Regions from separate parts of the Gossypium hirsutum genome. Here region 1 is linked to region 2. A link is a contact called in public Hi-C data. All regions are on one chromosome and are shown on one strand. Each heading gives the region's core, a stretch centred on a gene start, on an enhancer-like site or on the middle of the called end of the contact. The rest is flanking DNA. Distances are from core to core; before and after follow the strand shown.

What was found. Hi-C and Micro-C count contacts between places; a contact is called where the count stands out from the background.
Region 1: a Hi-C map of leaf shows a contact between it and region 2, with 2.1 times the contacts expected there. The contact joins the promoter of LOC107901605 here to the promoter of LOC107901601 in region 2. A contact is called at or near these places in 2 of 34 Hi-C or Micro-C datasets (hypocotyl and leaf).

The regions. Positions count from the first base shown.
Region 1 is chrD06:23,166,912-23,172,470 of Gossypium_hirsutum_v2.1, reverse strand. It overlaps LOC107901605 (DEAD-box ATP-dependent RNA helicase 15), which reads right to left and starts at 3,306. Exons shown (of 12, transcript XM_016827672.2): 1 at 3,076-3,306; 2 at 2,836-2,955; 3 at 2,200-2,300; 4 at 1,682-1,854; 5 at 1,333-1,564; 6 at 1,112-1,230; 7 at 486-542; 8 at 212-396. The coding sequence starts at 2,951.
Region 2 is chrD06:22,999,678-23,005,352 of Gossypium_hirsutum_v2.1, reverse strand. LOC107901601 reads left to right here and starts at 1,473. Exons shown (of 2, transcript XM_016827666.2): 1 at 1,473-1,699; 2 at 1,824-2,120. The coding sequence starts at 1,570. The coding sequence ends at 2,068. LOC121218317 (a long non-coding RNA gene) reads right to left here and starts at 351. Exons shown (of 2, transcript XR_005914548.1): 1 at 272-351.

The DNA.
Region 1 (5,559 bases), core at 2,057-4,556, 170 kb before region 2:
ACAAAATAAGCAACTGAACGACCATACTTGGTGCATTAAGAAAACATGATAAAGAAATGCCTCAAAACCTTTGAAAGAAGATCTTTAAAAGTATATAAAGGTCCTTGAGACATATATAGTATAAGAAAATAAAAAGTATCCTAAGCCCTTTTAATTTAAAATAAAAAGGGGACAATGTATAAAGAACGAATGAAGCACGATAAGTACAAACCTTTCCTCCTGGGACATGCCAGAGTGGATGCATATAGAAGGAAAATTACACTCTACAAGTAACTTGTTTAACTCAGCAGCTCGGTTCACACTTTTGACAAAGATAACAACTTGGTTGAAGTCCAATGCATCAAGGAGGTCATTCAACTTGCGGTTTTTCTCCAGCTCACTCAATTTGATGTAGTGCTGCCATTGGAACCATTTTGGTGATTAGGTCTTGAATTATCTTTAAAAATAAGAAGTTCAAGAGGGAGAACTACGCTCATGGAACAAACCTGCACAAGACCATGAAGGGTCAACTTGGCCTCGTCGTCCACATAAATTTCCATTGGCTGAAAGGAACAAATGTGACAGTAAGTCATATTAGCGAGCTTCCTCAAGCAAATGGAATCCAGTACGAAATGAATTATGGATGCACATCGCTTGATTTGAGATTCTGGTCCATCTGACTTGCCTCCTTGCAGATTCATTACTTAATCACAGCAAGTACGTGCTATTCCCCTCAAAAGCAATGATTCTATTACAAAACAACACAGCACCCAAACAAGGAAACATCCAACCCCTCTTAATGCCCCCAGCCTAAGCCCAAACCCATAGCCTTAATTGAAAACAACTAAGAAATCAAGCCTAAATTTAAAAAAAAAAAAAAGAGAGATCACAAAGATCCACCACTTCAAAAGCCTAAACACTGCAAACTTATCACTTCACTACTAACCTTTCCCAATCAATCTGCATAACCCAGAAATGATTAGTTGAAGAAACTGCACCCAAGCAACACCAGTAGCAAGCATATAGTGATGGACCCACCAAGATTAAAATTTTACATAACTCTTGTTGAAAGCTGGGAATGAATTAAAAAGATACTTTCTAAATTCAAGTAGTATTGGCCACGGAATATTACATCTTGCATAAATTTCTTGCAAACCGGGCGAATTTCTTTGCTGAGCGTAGCAGAAAACATCATAACTTGCTTATCATGGGGGGTCATCTTGAAAATTTCCTGCACATCTCTCCTCATGTCTGCAGGATATAAATAAAATAAATACCAGAGGGAATGGCATAAGTAAAAGAAGCATTAAAAAACTTGTACATTTATCTAGCTTCAGGTAAAGAAAACCATACCAAGTGATTCAAGCATCTTGTCACATTCATCAAGAATGAAATGCCTGACATTCTTCAATGAAAGGTCCTTGTCTCTAGCCAGAGCCAATATCCTTCCAGGTGTCCCAACAACAATGTGGGGGCATTCATTTTTCAGCAGATCTTTGTGTACTTTGACATTGACACCACCATAGAAGACAGCAACCTTAATATCAGGCAGGTAAGTACTGAACCTCTCGAACTCATGACAAATCTACCAAGTTACGGGGATAACTAAAATGAGATGACATATATCATATAACCTCAAGAATGTAGAAAGAAATTTTATGACCAGAAAGCTTAAAGAAAAAGATGCAGAACATGTTCTAACCTGATAAGCTAACTCTCTTGTATGGCATAAAACGAGAGCAATAACTTGTCCCGGAGTTGGCTCAATCCGCTGTAATGATGACAAAACAAAAACCGCAGTCTTTCCCATCCCTGATTTAGCTTGGCAAATGACATCCATACCCAGTATAGCTTGGGGAATACATTCATGTTGCACTGATGAACCAAAGAAAAGAGCATCAAGGAATCCAGGGTAAGTAAAATATAACCTCCGTGATCCTTTTAATTTAACTTTATGATAGTTGCATATTACCTGCAAAAACAATGCATCAAAATAGAGGTTTTAAGCTGAACAAGAAATTCACATTAAACATACACAAAAGGGGCTACAAATCTAATTGGACATTTTGAGTAGAATCACAAGCTTGAGAAAATAACAATAAAACTGCCAAAGAGCAAGCCATCAATGTAATTTAAATTGCAATTTTGGTTCTAGGAACGGAACTACATATATGTTTTAACAAATATATAGAAAGGAAAGAGTAAGAGTCAGAAACTTGCCTTCGGAAGGGTGCTCAAACCCAGAGTCAACAATTGCCCGAAGAAGCTCTGGCTTCAAAAGGAAGTCTCTGAATCCTGAACTGTGAATCCCAACATAGCCCCTACAGAAGAAAAGGAGAATATATTAATTACCATCATTTACGAAAGCAAAATAAAATCATTTGAGACCAAAGAAAAATAAAATTGACGCAACTAGTATATGTTCTAACCTTCTGTTACCAGAAATCGCTCTCTCCCTAACGATTCTCAAATTCAGCATGCAAGTTCACAATCAGAGATCACTAACGATCCAATTCAGTAAAACTAATGTTCCCATTAGCATATAGTTTATTATAAAATTATTGATTAAAAGAAACAATTCACAAAAAAAAATTATTTATATAGAATTATGTATTTATATAAACACAAAAACTACATATATTTAAGTTCCAATAAATCGTAATCCATTCTACTAAAAGAATCTATCGAATTTAATTTTTTAGAAGTGAATTGTACTCTAGTTTTCATTCCCGGTACTGGACCGATCCGCATTACACGTAACTTGTTCTAAGCAAAGTTCGTTCGTTCTCATATGAGAACTAATATAATTTAAATAGAAAATGAACAGGGAGTAATAAAGAGAAAGTAAAAACTCACTTCTTCCCGGCCTCGCCGTTGACTTTAGCAGTGACGGAGTCAGGTGCTTTCTCTTCTTCTTCCTCGTAGTCGAGAAGCTCTTCCTCGTAAGCATCGTTGTCCCTCGTTTCTCCCATTCTTCTACAAATCCCAATAACAAATAATTAGGGTTTTAGCAAAGTAGGAGATCGAAGAGTAACTGAAAACAAGGTCCTCATAAAATCAAATTTCAAAGAAAGATTGTAGATTTGGAAGACTTACCTGAGAAGTTAATTGAAAGAGGAGGAAAATTTGGGGTTTAGGTTTAGGGTTCAAAGAGATTCTGCAAAGGAAAAAGGTTAGCCCTGAAAGTGGAAGAAAGAAGAGATTTAGATTTGGAAAAATAGAGAGAGAAAATAGGGTTTTCGGGTTCGACTATCGATCCTCAATATTGCCGGAAATGACCTCGCTTCTTCTCAGTATTTACCATCTTCTACTGCTCTCCCTAGTTGGACATTGCGTTCGAATTTTGAACATCTTTACCCTTTATTAAAAAAAATGGAAATTAAATTCATTTTGATATTTATATTTTCATTTTCATGTTTAAATTTGGTAATTAAGTCTATTTTAATTTTAAATTTGATAGTATTGTGTCATTATTTAAAATTTTAAAATATATATTTTATTAAAATTTTAGGTGTTGCGTTATTAAATTTTGATGAAATATAATTTAATGACTAAAATGAATTTAATTATCAATATTAAATATCAAAGTAGATAAAAGAATACAAATATTAAAGTGGGACTAGAAGTTATATCAACCCTTTTTAGATTTTTAAGTATTTTGCATTGTTATAAAAAGTACTTTCAAAAGTGAAAAGGATTACTTAGATATTATATTTCAAAGTAAAAATAAGTTAATATTTAAATCATATTTTTAAACCATTAATATAAAATATTTAAAACTTTTAGTTTGAATGTATAAACCATATTTATCATTTATCATTTATCATTTATAATCTATAATTATGTAATGTGAAACTCAAATTAGCTTTTGAAAAATCAAAAGATAGAATTTTCATTTTTTTTATTTTAGTTTGAAAAAATAATTTTTAAATAAAAACTTATTATTTACAGCATTATTTAAAGGATAAGAATTTGGTTTGGCTTGAAAAACCCCCATTTGAAAAGAAATGCTAAATGCAATCTAAATTTTATTTAGACAAAAAATTTGATGGGCTTTTACCAATTTCATGCAATATAGTTAGTAGTAGCGCTGTGCAAGAAAAATTGAAAATCATCCAAATTAAAGTATTTGACTAGTTTATAGAATACAAATTTGAAAATTATAATTATTCGAACCCGAATTAAATTTTATTTTTATTTAATATATAATTAATGTATATTTTTTATTATATAAAAATGAATATTTTATATTTAAAATAGTGAAAATAATTTAAAAGTTCTTGAAATATTATTGTTTTTAGAAATATTTATGAAAAAAATTTTAAAATTTTGTATAATAATATTCAAAAATCATAAAAAAAGTTTATTTTGTTAAAATAAGTCAAAATTAAAAATTAAAAATTAAAATAAAAAAATGAGAACCAAATCGAATTATGACAAATGGTTCAAAAAATCTATAAAAAAAAACTCGACCAAATTGAGCTAATATCACTCCTAGTTAGAGGTGTCCATGGGTCGGACCAAGTCCAACAAAAAATTAAGTCTTGTTTGTTAGGCCTGAGCCTGACCCAAAAATGGGCCTAAAATATTGCCCAAGTTCGACTCGGATAAAAATGCTAAAACTCAAGCCCGGCCCAGCTATATTAATTTTTAAAAATATATATATAATACATCAAAAATACTAAAAGCATTAAAATAAATATTTCCCCACAAATTGAAAATAAATTTAAAAAGTATGTATACTTAAACAACACTCAGATATGTGTAATTTAACAAATAAATATCTCTAAAATAATAACAAATTCAACAATAAAATAAGAGTTATACAGTATCTAAATAATAACAACAAAATAGTAACAACATAATTATGAAATTGTAGCAAATAGTGAAAAAAAAACAAGAAAATAGCAAGAAAATAATAATAAAAAGTAAGAAAATAATAAACAAACATCTTTCTTTTTTTGCATATTCGGGCCAGGCCGGATCGGGCTCGGGTCAAAAAAATCTTACCCGAGACCTGACCCGTTTTCTAAATGGGTCTTATTTTTTTGCCCAAGTCCATTTTTCAGTCTTATATTTTTACTCAAACCCTCTCATTTTTTTGGTAGGCCTTCAGACTCGACCCGGTCCATAGATAAGTCTACTCCTTGTCTGTACTTATGCATACAAGTTGATTTCAATTAATACAAAATTTTGATATTTTAAATAATTTTTTTTAAATTTTTTTATTTTATCATTTTTTAATAATTACATAAAATTAAACATAATTAATAAATTAAGTATTAAACCTAATTATTATTTTTAAAATTTATATTTACATAAAAACATATTTATACATTATGTTAAAATAACATTTGGTACTTGATTTTAGGGGTGTTCATACTTCGGTTAAAATCGAATTAACCGACCGAACCGGTCTAATTCGATTAATCGGTTGATGGCCGAATTTAATTCGACCGGAAGTCAGTTAATGATTTTTTAGAATTTCAGTTATCGGTTAATTTGGTCTGAAATTGGAAAATTAATCGAATTAACTGATATATTTGTTGTTTTCAAGACTTATATAGTGCTTGGTTGTTA
Region 2 (5,675 bases), core at 224-2,723:
AAATTACATTCGGGCATTTGAGTCAAAGACTTAGATTAGTTGTCCTCGAATATGAATTTGATAGGCTTAAACCATCAAATCAGATTTCTTTTAATGGAAACAATTTTGATGGAATGAAAATAAATGAGATAAAATAATCAAAATTAATATAAGGATCACTATAATTCAGGGATAAAATGATATTAAGCTTAAATATATTTATATGTTTACATATATAAAAAATATTTAAAAGAATATCGATAACCTTAAAATGTGATACTATAGTAATTACCTGAATCCCAGTCACCTTAGGATTTAGGAAGGGGTGAACCAACAATTCCCACGAGAGTTTTTCTCATTTTTTAGGTTCTTGGGAATGCAAAATAAGGTTTCATTTATATATCCTTTTTTACTTTCCAGGCTGGCAAAGGCATTCCTCGAAATTGGTAAGGTATATTCTTTAACCTTGTCGGACATGGCTAATCAACCGCCCCCGTCTCTATATGCTTCGGTTAAAATATACACTTTAAATAAAGTGGAGGAAAAAGTATTAACTAAAGTTTGACATTTAAATTTTATTTATTTAAAATTTTTAAAATTCTATACACACTATTAATATCTCAAATTAAAATTCAACATTAATATATTTGTTATATCTCTATCAATTTAAATTTGGTTAGATTTTCTACAGAATTTTATATGTATTTATGAGATCAAATATGAAATTCTGCTTACTCACTTTAAATTGAGTATCCGTTTCCCTCCCTTTTCTACTAAGATTGAAAATCATGTATTTTACATATCTATACGATTGAGTCTTTGAATTTTCGAAATAGTGTAAAAAGAAGTGCTTCGAATCATTGCTATTTGACTTGGACCTGTTCTAAAAGAGTGGAGGCATTTCGAATTGTTTGTTGACACGGACAAAGACAGGAAAAACCTCAGAAATTATTTCAATATTGAACCTTGGACACATCATAGTTCCAATGTCGATTAGTAAAGAGATTTCTCTCCACTCAAAATTTTAATACATTAAGCATTCATTTTGAATCTCTTTACCTATCCGACTATTAATTTTAAAATAAATGAATCAGTTTCTTTCAACACTACCCCTCTCCTTCTCCACCTCTATTAATACGGAATAATATTTATACAGTCATATTATTTTCAAAAACAATTTATCATTCATAATATAAACATAATAATAAGTAAATTTTGAAGGAAAATAATAATTATATCAACCATTGAATTAGAATTTTTAAATAAAAGTAACATGATTTAATTATTATAAAGTATTCAAAATAAAGATACCAGTTATATAAAAAATTTCCCCGACAATGGCTTTTCATTTGTCCTTAGTTGCCTTGGGATTCCTTTTGAGCAGCACCCTATCACATGCATGAGCATTTAAAAGTAGCTTTATCCCATGATTTAATCAAACATTATAAGCATATCTTTTGAAAATAAAATAACGTGTGCATTATTCCTTAATGATTTATTATAAATACCGGGCATCAAAGCTAATTAAAGAAACAATTCAAAGGGCTAAAAAAAGTAGCCCAAGGGGAAAAAATTGCTAGTGGAAAGAAAATGAAGAGAAGGGTTTTTCAATGGATCATTTTCATAATTTTATGTTTCTTAAGTGAAAGAGCTTTCATCTCACCATCAGAGGCTGCTGTCAATGATCTCAAGCCCTTGATGAAGGAAAAACAACTCAAAGGTAAGTTTTTTTTTTTCTTTTGCTTTGAGAAAGGAATTTTAAATTTTGTAAATGGAAAAAGTAGATCACGAAATTTAATATTTGGTCATCAATTAAGAAACCCATTTAATTTTTTTTCATGCAGATGTTTTGGAGTGGCATGAAAAAACAATCAAGGGTTGGCATGAAGCACTTCATTTGAAGATGGTTCAAAGAGAAAAGAAAGTAATTATTGAGCAAAAGAAGAAAGGAGGGAAAGCAGGAGGAAGCTATGGCGGTGGAAGTCTTCTTCGACCTCGTGCCAAAAAGAGTGCAGCAAATTTTCTCCATCCAACAACATTCCTTAGATTTCTATTACTTGGGTTAATCCCCGCCATGTTCTTCTTTTGATAACTTGGATATAAGCCCTTGATTATATATACATATATGTGTACCCCTCAAATATAAAGTGTTGGTCATTTTTTGATTTTTTTAAATTATCATTTGGAATTTTATTCAATTAATCAACAATAAAGCGCAAGCAACAAACAGGCAAAACAATAAAATTGGGCTAACCCAATCAGCCCAATAATCCAGCAAAGAAAGGAGCTTGCTCTTGAAGCATCCAAGCAACTAGCCTAAGCAATTAATGCAGCACAACTAAGATCCAACAACTGGATAGTAACCCCTCAATAATTTATCTTTTTTTTTTCCAATAACTAGAAACCATCCGACTTCCATTTCATCTCTATTCTCCAGATGCTTCTTGTCCCCCAACTTGCCAAACTATGCAAAAACTCAGACCAACAACACCATCCCCCTATGATCTCTTTCCACTTATTCTCTAACATACTCAAGAAACCCATTTCTCATCAAGCATCGATTCCCTTTTTTCAGACCTTTTGTACCTTTCTTTCTGTATTTTTTTTTTTACAATAGAAAGGGCATCTCCTTCAACTTCGACCGCCGTAAACCCCAAATCCAGGCCCAGTTGAATACTTTGAACGCATGCAATAGCCTCCGCCGCGAACACCGATGGTACATTTTCATTTAACTCAACCGTGAAACTCAATACCCGCCCCATAGAATCTCTGATTGCAATCCCTGAGCAAGATTTGTTTTCATGTTTTCTGTATGCTGCATCAAAGTTTATTTTCACAAATGGGTTCTCCGATAGCTGCCACTTTTCCAATTCCATTCTTTGAACATGTATGGAATTATTCAACCCATCTAGTTTATAAACATAATTCCTAATAAAATCTGTTATGGCTAAAGCTATTTTCCTTTGCCCCTCATGCACCAATTTGTTTCATTCAGCCCATATTTCCCATAAAGCATAGACAAAAAGACAACATTGAATGGTGGAATTGTTCTAAAAAAACCAGGTAACCCAGTACATAAACTCCATGTATAATACTGAATCTCGCCAATTCCAATTCAACTGATGCCACATTTCTTTTGTCACAGGACAATCATGCAGAGCATGTTCTCTGGATTCAACCTTTCCTGCGATATGGGGCATATTATTGTATTTCTTGATCTTTTGTATTGTAGATTAAATAGAGTAGGAAATTATTATTTTTTAGAAACACTAAGGCCACGTTTGGTTTGCTCTATTAGATTAGAGGTGTAATGGAATAGAGGCGTAATAGTAATCTTGTGTTTGGTTGAATGAAATAGAGGTGTAATAGAATAATGGAAAAAACTAAAATAACTAGAATACCTTAGCATAAATTTATTTTGGTAAATATTATTGTTATTGTTATTTAAATTTTAATAAGATTATTATTATCAATAATAAATAATTTAATCATATTTAAATATAATAATGATTAAATATATTAAATATATTATAATTAAAATATATAATTTAATAAAATTCTTAATAATTAATATTCTTATATGAATTTACTCAAATCATAATATATGATACTATAAAAGATAATTTGAAATGATTAATATTAAATATATTTTAATTAAAATATATGATTTAATAAAATTTAAAATAGTTATAACTAATAAATTATCTTATATGAATTTGTATAATTTAAAATAATTATTATTATATATAATTTAATAATAATATATAATTTCATAAAATTATTGATAATAATTTTTCTTATATGAATTTATACAATTTAAAATAATTAATATTAAATATAATTTAATAATGATATATAATTTCATAAAATTCTTAATAATAAAATGTTCTTATATGAATTTACTAAAATCAAAATATAACTTGAGAATTATATTCTGCATAAACATAATTAACTTATATTAAGAAAAGGTTAGATGAAAATGAAATTCTACATCATAATCCATATGTTATATAGTTTTACAACATCAAAAAGTTTGAACATCGATTTTTAATGGTGAGAAAGAAATCTTCTGACCCATTCTAATCGCGCAACAGAAGGTAAACTAAAGAAAACGATCATTTGAGTTGGATGATCTGGAATTTTACTCAGAGCTTCATACCGCTGATCGTCGGATAAACCTTCAATTTCCCATAAGGTTGAATATAAATTAGAAGCTTTCTCTTCCATCTTTTGATATTCTTCTGACTTTTGCTGAACTACCACCTCGGAGGCAATACTCCTACTGATTTGATCGCCAACGGCCTTGATGTTTTCGGCCAACAAAGTGACAGCCTCATCAAATGAAGAATACACATTATCACGAGCATCAAATTTCTTCTTTCTCTTGTTTGAAGATGAGGAACCCCCTTGGTCTCTATCTCCTCGCGGTTCTGTACCAGAAACATCCATGTCGTTTAAAGAGACGTCAGCTTCGCAGTCATAGAATGTGTTTATCTCTTCATTCATATCTGTAGTAGGTACATCCTCAGCATGTATTTCTTTAAGAACATCAGCAGTTGTTTGAGCGTCTTTCCCAATCGCTCGATCTCTTGCGATATGGCAGTAAGCTGGTTGTAGTAAGGGAAAGAACGATGTCTGAACTGAGCGGCTTCTTTGTGACTCTAAAAAAAATGAGGAAATCATATTAGTTATAAGTTTTGTAAAAAAAACAAATAAATACTTGAAATACATTTTACCTTTACATAGGATTCCCAAACTGCATCTTCAGCAACAACGAGCTGCCTATGCTCGTCCCAACCAAAACCGCTATTGTTTTGGCCATTAAGCATGTCATAGACGACTGACCATTCCCTTTTTAGGCACCTAATCCGAGATTCAACATTGCATTTGGTAAAACCTTTTGTAGCATCTTTTCCAACTCGTTCAAATAACCGGCTTTGAACCCGGTATCAGCATTAAATGTTCCTACATTGTGCAAGTCCACCATGCAAGAAACCAATGCTGCATCTTCTTTTGGAACCCATTTTCTTTTGCTTCCTCGAGAAGCTTGAGAAGAAGCATGTGATTGTGGAACACCTAACATAATTATCTTAAAAAAAAACAAATTAACATTATTTACTATTTTTAATATCATGAATCAAAAGGTGAACAGTTTATAATATTATATCGTTAGTTCAATATCATGAATCAAAAGCTCAATACTAAATTTAAAATTATAACACATGCTGAATGAAAAGATAATTAAATTATAATTCAACAAAGTTTAGTACAATACAAAATTTTAATCAAACACCACCAAAGTTTCATAAACTAGATACATAAAATGACATCAACTAATCAATTTAAACTCAATTTGTCCCTAAACCTAACTAATTTCTAGATGCTTGCCATTCATCGAACATTTGGTTGGCTAGTTCCATCCTCCAAGTAGCCCAAGCATCCGATGGATGAATATTTGTGATATTCGATTCATCATCATCCACCACATTAGTAGGTAATCCTTCTCCCACCTTTGCTTCAATGGGATCAATACTCATATGGGTTCGAATAAAATTATGGAGCAAACAACATGCAATAATAATTCTATTGTGCACCCTTACAGGATAAAACGATGGACTCCTAAGTATTCCCCATCTAAGTTCTAATAAGCCAAAGCATCTTTCAATAATATTACGTGCTGAGACATGTTTCATATT